Regions from separate parts of the Mus musculus genome. Here region 2 is linked to region 1. A link is a contact called in public Hi-C data. All regions are on one chromosome and are shown on one strand. The core of a region is the stretch at or near the end of the contact, and the rest is flanking DNA. Distances in the headings are between cores, read along the strand shown.

Region 1 (7,438 bases), core at 2,668-5,167:
CAGTTCATTGATTTCAATTTGTTTAGAATTTAGAATATCTATAGTTATGAGTCATGTTGGGTGTATGTATGTGTAAGAGCTCATGTGTGGTGTATGTGCACACTTGTATGATTTGTATGTGTGTATGTGTTTGTAAGCATTTGTCAGCTTTTTTTTGAGTCAGTCTCTCACTAAATAGACATGGCTGGCTTTAAACTCACTATGTAGTTCAGGCTGGTCTCAAACTCATAGTGATCTTCCTGCCTCGGTCCCCTAAGTGCCAGAATAGCTATGCGTGTTGCCATGCCTGGTTTTGGTTTATAATTGCCTTTCACATTACTGCAACATTACATCTTAAACATTTTAGGCTTACCTGACTGTTGAGGTCGTCCTGGTTCTTGGAAGACACTGATAGTGTGTTTATTTCCTTCTTTATCTTCTGGTCACATTTACGGAATATTAAGATTGGAGTTTATGTATGGTGAGATTTACTGATGGAACCTTCTAGGCTTAAATTCTACAGGGGAATGTGTGAATGTTCTGCAGGTTTTAAAAAAATAGTGACTTTTGATTTATTATGTCTTCTTTTAGGAGTTAGTCCATTTCTGCTAAGATTTCCAACACATTGGTATACAGTTGCTCATATGTAACTTATAATTGGATGATCAGGCCTATTGTACAGTTGGTCATTTTTGGTAAATGCACATGCTGGTATAGGGCACACTCCTTTAAAGCAGTAGAACATGTCTGTGAGTCCAGAAAGCTCCGGACCCTTGCCAGTGCCCAGCCACCCCTGCTTGGTTCTGTCACCACAGACTTAATGTGTACTATTGTAGTGTGCTATTTGCTCTTCAGTGCCTGCCATGGTGTATGCAGGTGGCCTTCCCAGGGCCACTGGTGTTGTGTCTATCTGTACCTGGGGGCAGGAGAATGGGGTAGACACTGCATGACTGTTGGTACTTTTCCCTGTGTGTGTGTGTGGTGTGGGCTTATGGCAAGGCAGAACAGCATGGCTGGGGTGCACAGTAGGAGCAGTGGGTAAAAGGAGCATGAGAAAGGACTGAAGTCCCACAGTCCCCTTTGAGGGCCTGCTCCTAGTGACCTCACCTCCTCTCCATAGACCTCACCACTCAAAGGCTCCTCAGCTCCCAAGGACACTACAGGCTGGGACCAACTCTTGAACACACGAGCCCATGGAAGACACCCAAACCAGAGGAAGGGCATACCCATGTGACCTCACTTTAATTATCACCAGATCCCTCCCTCTCTCCAGATCCTGTCACAGGCTGAGATACTCTGGGCCAGTACAGAAACATGTAGGTTTGGAGGTAACAACTCATAGGCTTCTGCAGGTTTCATGGGTGAAATTAATGTGATGGTTAGTGCTGGACAGAACCCAGAGTCTCCTGGAAGAGGACCCCTTTCCATACTTGGGGGATTATCTTGTGTTAACTGAGATGGAAAGATCTGCCCACTGTGAGCTGTGCCATTCCCTGGCTGTGGCTGTGTGAATGAATAAAGAGAGCCGAGCAGCCTACGAGTCCATCAGGTCTGCTTCCTGATTGTGGAAGTTGCTGCAAGCTTGAAGCCTTGACTTTCCCCATCATGAACTGTGGTCAGAACCCTTTCTCCCCTAAGTTGCTTTTGTTTGGACTGTTTTTTTTTTTTTTATCACAGCCACAGAAAAACTCAGATGGTTATTAGGCAATGTCTCTGAAGGAGTCCATCTAATTTACTGGTCTGGGCCACTTACAGTACTTCACTGTTATTCTTTTAATGCCCAAGCGTCTGTAGTGGTATCTCCCTTGTCCTTCTCATGGGGATAATTTATGCTTCTGGTCTCCTCTCTAAATGCAGGTTTTGTTAGCAATTGGTCGTGACTCCTGTACAAGGAAAATAGGGCTGGAGAAGATCGGGGTCAAAATCAATGAGAAGTAAGTTTAGGGTCGTGGTACTGTTACTGCACATAACCCCATAAAAACTCTGCTAATTGCTAAGATACAACATTCAAATGCTTCAGATTTCTCACCATAAATATGATGCTAACCTAGTGTTATTATCTTAATCAGCCAATTAGGGACTCTTAGCACAGGCCTTAAGGAGCTCATGAATTCAATAGCAATCTAAAAACATATTCATAAAAATATGTTCTCCCACTGTCTATGATTTAGAGTGAATTTTAGTATCTTTGATCAGTAAAAGAGAAAAATTCCAAAGCCCTGGGTGATCATGGGGAATGTGGAAGCTTCAGATTGGCAGGAAGCATAGTCTAAGCTGTCTTCTAGGTCACTGAACACCGCAGTCCCCAGCTGTGGTGCCACTTAGCAGTACAGCTCTTTAGTGTGTGTGCTGTCCTCCTCACTCCACCAGGAATGGCAAAATACCAGTAAACGATGTGGAGCAGACCAACGTGCCTCATGTTTATGCTATTGGGGACATACTGGACGGCAAACCAGAGCTCACCCCCGTTGCCATACAGGCAGGCAAGCTGCTAGCTCGAAGACTCTTTGGGGTCTCTTTAGAAAAGGTAAGTTTATTCCTATTGTTGACCTGTTTGTATGTATGTGTGTTTGTTTCTCTATGTGTCTGTGTGTATGTCTGTGCTTAGCTATGTATCTGTGTGTTTATTCTTTGCATATGTGTGTATGTGTGAGCATATGTATGTGTCTCTCTGTCTTTGTGTGTGTGTGTTTGTATGCATAAACATATATATGTGTTTCTGTGTGTGTGTGTGTATGTGTGTGTATGCCTTTCTGTGTGAATATGTGCATACATTGTTTCTCTCTCTCTCTCTCTCTCTCTCTCTCTCTCTTTCTCTGTGTGTGTGTGTCTGTGGTGTGTGCGTGTTTGTGCATGTGTGTGTTTGGAGCTGAAGTCTGGGTCTCATGGAAAATCAAGTAAATTATTTACCACAGAGCTTCATCTCCAGCCCTGAGACATAGTATCTTGACAGAAATTAGGATATCAAAATTAGTACAAATAGCACTCATTGACTCATTTTCTAAATAAATATTCTTAGAAATAATTTTCAGTTGAGTTACTTACTACTGATTAAATAGTTGATAAAACTTGTGTTTTTTGCGTCTTTGGGCTGTCTTGTGATAGTGAAATCACCTTGGATTTAGCCCTAGGACTTACCAGACAGGTGGGGGCTGAGTCCCACAGGTCTCAGACAGTCCACATATAACAGTCCAAAAGTATAGTTATATGCCAGAGTGCTGCAACCCAGATGCTCCAGGGCAGAAAAAGATGCCTGAATTATCCAACGGGCTGGAAACAAGCTTCCTAAGTGGTCTGCTGCAGCTCTCAGTGGAGAGTGTGTCCTGATCAGGCTGCGAGCATTTCGCACTGCCTGCCTGGTCAACCCCATTCACATGCAATTTCACTTCCATCTTTTGCAAGATGACAGCTATGAACAGCGTGGTTTCCTGTCTTGGTATTCCTTAGTGAGACATTTGGGATCTGGGTGATTCCACTGAGGAAGCAATGGACTTTTCTAGGAGTTGTATCATCAGATAAGAGCTCAAGGTTTGTGGGAATAATAGTGTCCTCAAGAGTCTCACCTTGCTCTGTGAGGAACACACTGCTCTGTCAGTAGTCCTGGGGACCTGTGGCAGGGCTGGCAGATGCAAGGTGGTGCCTCTGCTTGTGTGATGCACATCCCCACAGTGTACATGGCACTTAGGGTGTCTGTAAGGGCAGTGGTTGTAATGGGTGGACAAGTGGAAGGAGGCTGGTGCCCAGAAATCCTCCTGTGTGCCATGGCGGGTGGGGGGACTCTGCTCCCCAGCTGCATTTAGGAAGACAGCTGGTGGCTCCTGCAGGAACCTCTGCCGAGGCGCTCAGGTCTCTGAGTTGTGCCGCTCAGCTTGCTCCTCTCCTCGAAATAACTCTAGTAAATACACTTCTCTTTTCTGAGTTCTTGAAGTGGTAGACGTCAGTCTAATTTGCTCTAGCTTCTGGTGCTTGTGCTGCTTAAACACAAAGATGTTTCCCTTCTGATTAGTGCAGGGCCTTCCCGAGAACTCAGCAGAAGTTCAGCTAAGTGGGGGGATAGGACAGGGGCTAAACACTTGCCAACACGTGTAAGGACCAGAGTTGGAACCCCTTAAAACACATGTGTGGTGGCCCACCTGTAATTCCAGTCTTGGAGAGCAGAGATGGGATCCCCAGAGCAAGCTGGCCAACAAGACGAGTTGTATCAGGCACATCTGGGATTGACTAAGAGAGTCTGTCTCAGTTGATAGGGTGGAAGAGTGATGGAGGAAGATTCCTGATGCGAACCTCAGGCCTCCACGTGCATGCATATCCCCATGTGCGTGTGTGTGTGTGTGTGTGTGTGTGTGTGTGTGTGCTCACATGCTTATAGCCCTTGGAGAAGAACCAGGTTTTTTTTAAGTCCTAACACCTACATAGTGACTCATAACTGTCTGTAACTCCAGTTCCAGGGCATCCAATACCCCTTTCAGTCCTCTGTAGGCACTAGACACACAGGTGGAATACAAACATGCATTCAGGGAAACACCACACACATGAAATGAAATAATAAATACATTTCGGGCATGCTCTCTTACATGCTCACCAGCAAATTTAGGCTTCTCCAGTCTTCTATAACCGCCAAGTCCCTTTTGATCTGACATAGCCCCAGCTGCCTTTTACGAATCCATATTGTAGAAACTTGCCGGGAAGCAGGTCACAGAAGTCTGGTGTGTTTCTCTTCTAGTGTGATTATATTAACATCCCAACAACGGTGTTCACACCTCTGGAATATGGCTGTTGTGGACTGTCGGAAGAGAAAGCCATCGAAATGTATAAAAAAGAGAATCTGGAAGTAAGACCATATGTCCTTTATAATCAGCTGTCTGTCCTTGAAGCCACTTTTTATGTGGTAACTTTGCAAGTCTGTGTTGTGCTGATGTTAGAGAAGTCATCTGCCTACTTGGGAGAGTTCTAAGTGAATCTAAACTCTGTCTCACTGGCAAAGTGAGAGGAAGAATAGAGCTATGGCGCAGGGGAGGTCGGGTACGCGAGTTAAGACCTTGGGGATTCAGGTCTGAAAGGCTCTGCCCCATGGATAATGACTCAGACGAGCCTCCCCAGAGACATGGCTATCCAAGGAGGGTGGAAGCTGGGGTCAGTAGCACGGGTGTGGTGCTCAGGAGGCGGGACAGCTCTGTGCCTGCTGATCTGCTAGGTTTGGGGTGAATGTGACACTAGGCAGGGGTCTCAGTAGTCACCTTCTCAGCCCACGCAGGCGCCAGCAACACTCTAAATGCTTGAAAATGGAGTTTAGCCGACAGGAGGCTGTTTGTATTTCTGACTAATGGCTGCACAAAGCAAAAGCGACAAGTTGGCATTTTGGGAGCCTGGCTCTAATGCAGCCATCAGTGTGTTCCAGCTGGGACCCTGGGCTTCCAATGCTACACAAGCTGTTGCTGCCTGTCATCTTAGGAGGCTAAGAGCGTATCAAGGAGTAGGTTTTGTACGATGCTAATCTCAAGCTTTTCCCTTCTGGTCTAGGTGTATCACACCTTGTTTTGGCCTCTCGAGTGGACAGTTGCTGGCAGAGACAACAACACCTGTTATGCAAAGATAATCTGCAACAAATTCGACAACGTATGTAGATGCTGTGCTCTCCAGTCTGCTCCATTTTCTCTGAGGCTTGGGCCCAGAGCCTATTTGTGCAAAGTCCACCCTCTGCCCTGCGTTGCGCCTCCAGCCTGACCCCCTAAGATTTTAAAATACAGCTTGGATTCTTGCCAGTTGGGTTTAATGGCATTTTAAAAGATGGCAGTCAGGGCAGGAGCGAGCTCTCAGCTGTTTGCAGAGGCTGGCACAGGAGCAGGTTCTCAGCTCAGCTGCACCTGTTAGGACGCAGGAGGAGCTGCTGCCCAGAGCCCATGGTTTCACACGGATGGTCTACAACTGTGGCTCCTGACACTTTGGCTACCATCCAGCACTGTGTGCAGTGCTCTGTGTACAGTGCACGTCTGTGTGTGTTTCTTCAGTGGTATGGCGCATATGGAGTGCTGAGGGGAGGCCCTCAGAGAGAAGTTCCAGGGCACTAGGCAGGGATGTCTCATGCACCTGGCTCTGTCCCCTCTGTCCCTGCCTCTGTGTTCACGGTGGATCAGAATGGAGGCCAGGATCCAGCCACAGCCTGTGGCCCCCATGACCCTGACACCCACTGCGTGTTGCCTTGCTGACGGCCTCCACCAGCCATTCCTGAGCTCTACTGAGTGTCAGGAGCAGGCACCTGCTCACGGAGCCCACAAATCCTCCTCCTAAGATCACAGCCCCTGGGATCACACCAGTGTAGGGCCTTATTTCATATGTGCCATGTTTGTGTGGCCCTGTCTCAGTGGAATTCAGAAGTCACACCCACCCATGAGCTCCATCACCGGTAGGTAGGCAAATTGAGTGTGCTAGTAAATTTGAGTGTGAGTTCTTACCACACATTTACCGAGTCCTTTGACAGATCCTTTGAGAGGCTGTTCACTGCTCAGTTCCTTTCCTGTGGGTGATCTTATATATTTTAGCTGTGAATGACAGGGAGTAGACTTTCATTCTGATCTTTAGCTTATGGGAATTCTGTGTTCTGTCTCTATTAAAGGAACGTGTGGTGGGATTTCACCTTCTGGGGCCAAATGCTGGTGAAATCACGCAGGGATTTGCAGCTGCAATGAAATGTGGGCTCACGAAGCAGCTACTGGATGATACCATTGGAATCCACCCCACCTGTGGTGAGGTAAGGAACAGGAGGGTATGTCTGTGTGTATCCATGTGTCTCTCTCTCTGTGTGTGTGTGTGTGTGTGTGTGTATATGTGTGCGCGTGCACGTGCAGGCCGAGGGCACAGCCTTGCGTGTCATTCCTTAGGTACTGTCTACCTCTTTTGGAGACAGGGTGTCACACTGACCTGAAGCTTGCCGATAGCCTAAGCTTGCTGGCCAGCAAGTCCCAGGATGTACCTATCTCCGTCTCCATGACATGGAGATTTTATAAGCATGTACCTGCACATTCAACATGGCTTTCAGGGCTTGAACTTGGGTCCTCACATTGCCAGCTCTTTACCCAGTTAGAGTCTCCCCAGCCCACAGTGAGGTACAACGGCTTTAACTAGCCTAGCTTCAAAACAATTTTGAAATGCAACATCAGAGATTTTTGATTCTAGTATGTTCTATATTAGCAACCTAACTCAATGTGTTCTCTCAGTGCAGCTGGAGCACGTCCTTGTTAAAGCAGCAGTAACGTTGCCATCTCTTGTTTTCTTTGCAAACAGGTATTCACAACATTGGAAATCACAAAGTCCTCAGGGCTGGACATTACTCAGAAAGGCTGCTGAGGCTAGCCCTGCTGCTGTTGGGTTTCCCTGTCACACTCTCACTCTGTGCCCATGACATCTGCTTGGGCACTGGGGACCAGTGCCGGACTTTCTCCTGGCATAGAGACGAGAAGGC
Region 2 (6,810 bases), core at 646-3,145, 650 kb after region 1:
TTTATAACTGTAATCTTGCTGCTGTTGTAAATTGTAATGTAAATATCTGTGTTTTCCAGCGATCTTAGGATACTCCTATGAAAGGGGTGGTTCAACTCCCAAATGGGTCACCACCCACAAATTGAGAACTTCAGATCTAGAGACTGGGAGGTGAGGCGTAGAAACTGAGGAAGCTCAAGAGACCCATCTCAGACCAGGGGGAATAAAGCTAGGGTCAGTGAGGACTTCCCAGGGAAGACAGCATGAGACCAGCCTGGGGATGGCAGGTGTAAATATCAGCCCTACCCGAGCGAAGCTGGTAAGGGGAGAGCACGCAGCCCTTTCTCTAACCGTGCTTGCACTTTCCCTCCCCTGCTCCCGTTCACACCCCTTACCCCTAGCTTCCCTAGGAGAGGAGGGGTCCCAGGGCTACGATTGCTTTTCTTCCCAAACCTGGCTGGAGGAGGTGGCAGGAGAGATGTGTCCCAAAAGGCATGAAGACATCCTCATGGCCACCCAGGCACATGCCTCTCTGCAGACACACCCCAGGGCCAGACTATCCACTCATACCCCAAAACAGTGTTTGGGCCCTGAGGGACCTGAGCCATTGTGGCCCAGGAATGGGTAAACATTTGTCTACAATGAATGACAGGGTGGACAGAGACTGTGGCATCAGCAGACACTGCGACCACACCCAGACCGTGCCAAGGGACATGTTAGACATGAGAAAGCACCTATACAGAAGTAGCCATTCACCTACAGGTCTTCAGTAAGGAGAAGGCTCCCTTCCGGGGGGGGGGGCTTGCAGGGGTGCCCTGGCACAGCCACTTACATCTGGTCATGCAGAGCTTGTTAATTGGCAGAGTGAGTAGACACAGGCATGGTGACTACTCCTGAGGCCTTCCCAGTTCTGTTCACCTGGCATCCTTCCCAGGGGTCCCTAAGGACGAAGCCAGTGTGATGCACGGGCTGGGGGCCAAGCACTGTCTACTGTAACATTCAAACTCACCCTCCTAAAATCCCTGTAAGCATGGAGTCAGAACCTATTCCATAGATGAGACTGTTAAGGCCCTGGGAGGGGACAGATAATAGGTTAAGCTTGCTGAGTGACCTCTGATCTACAAGCCTGCTGGTCATTGAGGTCCTCCATGGATCAGTACCATTCTGAAAACAGTTTTCCCTTGTCCTGAGTCACTCTCAGCTAATGACCCTGTCCACCCTTGAGTAAAAACCTGTCTGGAAGTGAGCAGACCCCATACACACAGACTAAGGATGGACAAACCGTCAGAAAAGTAGCCCACTGCCCAGGTACCTCTAAGCCACTCCACACCTGACCTCTGCCCTCAGCTTGGTCTGTAAAGTGAGTTATCTGCCAGAGGATCAGAGGAGACCTAGGTTCATTCAGAGTGAAACTGACCACATGCCTGGTGGAAACTGGTACTAGCAGGTCGTGATCCCTGAAACGCCAGGCCAGCATAGACCTGTGCAGTTCTTCTGTGGATGTATAGACTCAGCAGGATCTCAGATTAAGACAGGCATCCAGGCCAGAGAGCAAACTGACTTCTCAAGGCTCAGAGAGTAGGGCAAATGTAACAAACGCATCTCTAGATTGACCAAAAGTTCCCACCAGCAGCTCTACAGGGAGTCAGACAGTGGTCATCTCGCCAGCGACAAGAAAAGAAGTTCCATGCGGGAATGGAAGGAACCTGTCTTCCACTGGCGATGCCCCAGCCCCAAACAACAGGCAGGTGCCAGGTGGCTCTCTAGCTGAGGAAACAACGCAGAGCCCCGGGCCCGCGCACTCACCGGGACGCAGGGCGCACAGGAGCAGGAGTGCAGCACCCAGACTTGCCACCACCGGCAAGGGCCGCCTGCAACAGGAGCGTCTTCCCATGCTGTGCCTGGCACGCGTGGCAGGCGACAGTCATCCGGTGCGTTCTCCTTCCTACTGTGCGGCGGAGGTCCAGGACACGCCCAGTTCTGCCCTTAGTTTAGGGCCCGCCCAGAAGCAGCGTCCAGTGCTCCAGGCTAGAGATAGACGCGCCTGACTGACTTAATGGGTAAAGCTGTAACCCTAGGCCAATGAAAGCAGTATCTATCCCTGATACTAGTCATTAAACCAGGATTCCCTACTTTACACTGATGGGAATTGGTAGTGGAGAAACTCTCAGATATGGGTGTCCCGGGCCCAAGTGCTCTACTGGCGGAGCTAGAAGCTGCAGCTGAGGTCCTGGGAGCCAAAGCTTTGGTCAGAAACGGACTCCAGAAGCTCAGGTTGGACACTCATTGCCCTAGGCTTTAACCCCTAGTACAGGGCAGCTACTGGAAGCCTAGGAATGACAGCTCTGGTCCCCAAGCTTTCGGACTCTTGACCCTCAGTACTGGCAAATGTCACAGCTTGTAAGTCCAAGGGTCCTGGGACCCCCTGCCATTAAGGCTCAGTAGCTTCTCCTCCCAGCCTGCCTTCTCCAGTCTTAACCCTTGGCAATTTCTTGTCTCTTCTTTACTTCCCCTGGCCTTGCCTATGGAACTTCTGCTCTCACAGCAGCCCCTCAGTTCCCTCTCTGGGGAAGACCACTTTGAAGAAACTCTCCACGTGGACCACACAAGTGATCACAAGCTGATTCTGAATGGAAGTGTGTGCACCAGTCAGGACACGGCCCTTCCTGAAAACTAAGGACTGGATTTGCATCAGTCATAGCGCAGGGAGCCAGGAAAAAGACTCCCCCTCATCGTGAGTAAAAATGCCCCAGAGTCATGTTAATTCCCCCAAGGCTGATGATGGGCAGAAAGTCCTGCATCCTGCACAAACTGTTTGAAACAGCAGTGACTGAGACCAGGAGTCCGGAGCTTCGAGATCCAGCAGCTGAAATCAGAAACTCAGCTTCCCAAGGTGCTCAAGGAGAGTTCAAAGCAGCCAGAAACCATGAGGACAGTAGTAAGGTTAGATAAAGCTGAAAGCCTCACTGCCGAGGAAGGCTCTAAGTGTCAGGATCACAAATCTTCCAGGACCCAGCAACTTAGCTTATGTAAAGGAAAAAAAAATAGCATGTGGTTTAAACCCAGCTCTTGGGAGGCAGAGGCAGGCCAATCTCTGTGAGTTCGAGGACAGCCTAATCTACAAATCCAGGACTATTAAACAGAAAAACCCTGTCTCAAAAAAAAATCAATCAATCAACCACCCAATAAAAAGTAAAAGATAATATTGAAGGGGTACTTTGTAATAGAGGCCTTTTTATAGCTGTCTTCACAGTGCCCAGTGTCCTAGGAGCCCACAGTGACTTTTCAGGTAGGAAGGGAGGTGGTCTGCACCACAGTGCAGGACAGCAGCCAGAGGTGTGTGGGGCAGAGAATACGTGAGGGAACCCATCTCTGGCCTGGTTCTACCTGCTACAGTTTGCTCTGGGTGCCATCACCCACTCAAGACCCAGTCAAGTAGAGAAATGGAAAGAGCAGGCCTTCTACAGCATTTCTTAATGGCAGGGCCAAACAGCTAGGCTGAACACAAGCCCAAGGGACCTGTGGATGTCAGTCCTTCCCCCATCCCAGGATCAGTTATAAATGTTTCTTCCTTCCCCCAAGCTCACACTGTAGCATGCTTTCTTATGTGTCGAGTCCCATTTGAATCCCAGTTCATGCAGGCATTGTCCAGCCTGAAGGAGAAGTGAGAGATCTCAGGCATGTCTTTCCTGGGCACTAGATCTGTTGTACTTGGTCATGTCACCCACAGCTGCTGCAGGCACAGGCACTCGGAGCTTATTTCAGACAGGGGGTTGCATTGTAGAGAGACACCAGAGTGAAGTCCACCCTTTGACAGATAAAGAAAGGGCTGGGAGTGTGGCTTAGTGTTAGAGGGCTTTCCTGAGCAGTGAAGCCCTTGCTTACATCCTGGTGCCACAAAATACAAATAAATAGAAGAGAAAGACATCCAGTGAGCACTGTGGGCTGCAGACTGCTCCTGATCTCGGGGTCTTGCTGCCCTGATGCCAGCCTCGTAGAGAACCCAAACAAGCAGCTGGCCCTGTGTGCACAGGAAGGGCATGGCTGACCCAACATTTAGCCTTGCGTGTATGGGATGAGGTGCTGCACCCAACACTAGCGTCTTACCTGCCATCTGTACTCAATTTCCCTGTACAATGGCGGTAATATTAAACCTCACTTTGTTGTGGAGGCTATATGAGGAGCAGAGATACTTGAACAGCCTCAGGTGTGGCAAGTGCCGTGTAAGGACTTGATATTAGAATTCAATAATCCTAATTGGTTCCTCTTATAGCAATGATCTATTATCAATTAATGAAGACTATGAAACAAATAACATTTATACGTTTAGCTTCAAATAGCAACAATGGTTCTACCTCCTTTCTGGGTGGGAACCCAGCTCACACTAAAACCACATAAATCCCTCGAGGAATGTCTGCTTCCTTTCAGCCCAGCCCAGAACCCGAGGATGCTGGATAACACACAATACCTATCTGCCCCCCCCCCCCCCAATCTCACCCAAACTCTCAGACCAGAACCTAGTCTTCCAATCTTCGGTGTGTTTTTGGCCTTCTACGCTGCCACCTGGTGACCAAAATTGAGAATAGCTCAGCCCACTATTGTCCTTAGAGATGAGCATCGGTGGAGACTACCAGAAAGATTGGAATCCATGTGCAGAAGCCTGCCTCCAAGAACAGGTAGCTCCGTGGAAAAGCTTCCTTTTGCCTGCTGCAAAGGCCCTCAGATGTGTGTCAATTATAACTAAGTAGCAAATTGCCTTGAACTTTGGAAACATCCAAAAACCACTTCAATGCTGTGGATCAGGATCCTAGGAAGGCTCCTGGTGGTATGCTTCCCCCAGAGATCCCATGCTGCTGCAGGCAGATGGTAACAAGATGGCCATCATCTTATCAGGAGGCCTGCCATGATGGTATGTGACATACGTAACTATCTTTCTCAGGAGCCTGGAATCTTGGGGCCATTCCCAGAGAACGTGGCTGTGTGGCCTGTCTCTGACCTGATCACATTTCCCTTAGTTCCCTGGAGCCACTGAGGCTGTCCAGGTTCCAGTGACAGGTGAATCCCAGCCTCACACAAAGACATGCCTGAAAATTTGTAGATCTGATTTAATTCTGTCTCTGCATGTTAAAGAAGCAGTAAGGAACCATGAAGTTGGCCTGGCCTAGCTGCCTTGAGAGGCATGTGTCTTCGGATTTTCAGGTTAGAGTCCATGACTCCTAGGGCACAATGTGCCTTCCAGTTTCTGAGAGACTGACACACTGCCTCAGGAAGTGCAGTATTCAGGCCTCTCTGCTTCAATGTATGTTCCCTCAGAAGTCAAGGAAGCATGGACGCTTGACAGGACAGTTAGTCTTAGGTAGTAATATTGTGTACCCTGTATAGCTTGTAAATGTCATTGAATCCTAGCAACTTCAACTGTACTGATCCTGGCAATTGTCATTATGTTCTGTTTCTGATAAAGGTTTAAAAAGTCTGATTGCTCCCAATAAAATTGCCACAGTTTTGCTGTGAACACCTTCCCCCCAGCAGCCTGATTTAATTCCTCATGGCGTATCAGATGACGTTGGCCTGGTAAGTATGTGCAGGCACTTACAAAGGAGGCTCTGTGGCGAGTGCCAGTGGATGGACAAAGTGAGAGATGGTGCATCTCCCGGAGCCTACAGTGAGCATTTATTTCTAAACACACCAAAAATCTGACGGCTGAGATATCTGGATGCTGGCTGTGCCTCTTCTCTTCTGTGTCGGTTGGAAGGGGAAGGGCTAGCAAGAGGCCAAAACTGTCTCTGGAGATGGAGTCTTTAGTGCAGGTATCAATGAGAAAAATGCCAACATCTCATGTGGTGCTGATTGCATGAGGGGCATCGTTCAGGGCCCTTCAGGTATGGACCTCATTCCATCCCCAGCTACACCTGTGAGGTATTAGTGTTGTTAGGGCCATCTATCCCTTGGTGTTCATGCCACTGGAACTGCAGATACCAATCCCCAGGGTCATCTCCCTTACATGTTATAAAGTGGTGTGTAACCTATAAAATCCTCCCCTTACTTTCTGTCATCCTTGGGTGCCATGTGAAACCTAACACAATGCCATTGTTGTGGCAATAGACTTCACACTGCATCTCTGGCGAGCCCACAGTCAGGATAGGCATAGGTAAGGCTTTGTACAGTTTGTAAGAATCATCCTCAAATGGGGATCCTGAGGGCCATCCATCCTTTCCTTACAGAGAGGCCAGGAAACATACCCAGGGACACACAGCTAGTGAGCAGGGTAGTTGTGGTCCAAGCCAAACACACTTCTGTGTTCAGCTTATGTGAATCTCTTACTCCATTAAAATGTTTACAGTTTGTTTTCTGACTAAATAACTTATTCTAGGGTGAGATTCACATGCAATTGTGAGGTGGCATAGGTACTCCATGTGCCCATATGTCTCCCTAGTGGTGACATCTTGAACATTCCAGTCAGGGTGCTGAACTTGAGGATGTCCACTGCAATATAAAATCAGCTTCAGTTGGTTACAAATATTTAAAAATTAGATTAGACAAAACAGTTGGGATTTTTTTTGTTTCTTCCTGAGAACACAGCTCTATATAAGCATATTGTCATAGGTCTTTGTTACAGGGAGGGGAATCCGAACAGGGAACAGAGTCCAGCCAGGCACAATGCGATACCACCTAGGGAAGGCATGCTAGGACTGAGAGACAGTGGGTTGCTGCTCATGGGGGATTTCTGCCCCATCCCCTATCCCAAGGGCCAAGGGAATTGGGGTTTACCCAACTCTGCAGCCTTCTGCAGGACTTGGGAAGCCAGATGGGCTCTAGGCACCAGCCCCAGTG

Evidence for each region. Hi-C and Micro-C count contacts between places; a contact is called where the count stands out from the background.
Region 2: a contact with region 1 is called in a Hi-C map of muscle stem cells, with 5 times the contacts expected there. The contact joins the promoter of Chst13 here to the enhancer-like site in region 1. A contact is called at or near these places in 27 of 39 promoter capture datasets (the 3T3-L1 cell line, 3T3-L1-derived adipocytes, the C10 cell line and 16 more), 10 of 15 datasets of contacts at CTCF or cohesin (the NIH/3T3 cell line, embryonic stem cells, hippocampal excitatory neurons and 4 more), 190 of 484 Hi-C or Micro-C datasets (the 3T3-L1 cell line, 3T3-L1-derived adipocytes, the 63-12 cell line and 101 more), 16 of 115 datasets of contacts at active chromatin or transcription factors (acute myeloid leukemia, astrocytes, bone marrow-derived dendritic cells and 10 more) and 5 of 9 other capture datasets (adipose tissue, embryonic stem cells, liver and 2 more).

What each region holds. Positions count from the first base shown.
Region 1 is chr6:89,667,469-89,674,906 of GRCm38.p6, forward strand. It overlaps Txnrd3 (thioredoxin reductase 3), which reads left to right. Exons shown (of 16, transcript NM_001178058.1): 11 at 1,837-1,913; 12 at 2,350-2,506; 13 at 4,703-4,810; 14 at 5,500-5,595; 15 at 6,593-6,727; 16 at 7,261-7,438. The coding sequence ends at 7,329. Among named protein-coding and RNA genes, the nearest start is that of Txnrd3, 27 kb to the left of the region's middle. Within about 2 kb of position 3,918, at least 4 of the 459 cell types and tissues checked have an H3K27ac peak or open chromatin away from gene starts, as enhancers often do. A contact at or near this core is called in cerebellum and muscle stem cells, where this site is marked.
Region 2 is chr6:90,323,290-90,330,099 of GRCm38.p6, forward strand. Chst13 (carbohydrate sulfotransferase 13) reads right to left here and starts at 1,896. Exons shown (of 3, transcript NM_027928.1): 1 at 1,786-1,896. The coding sequence starts at 1,873.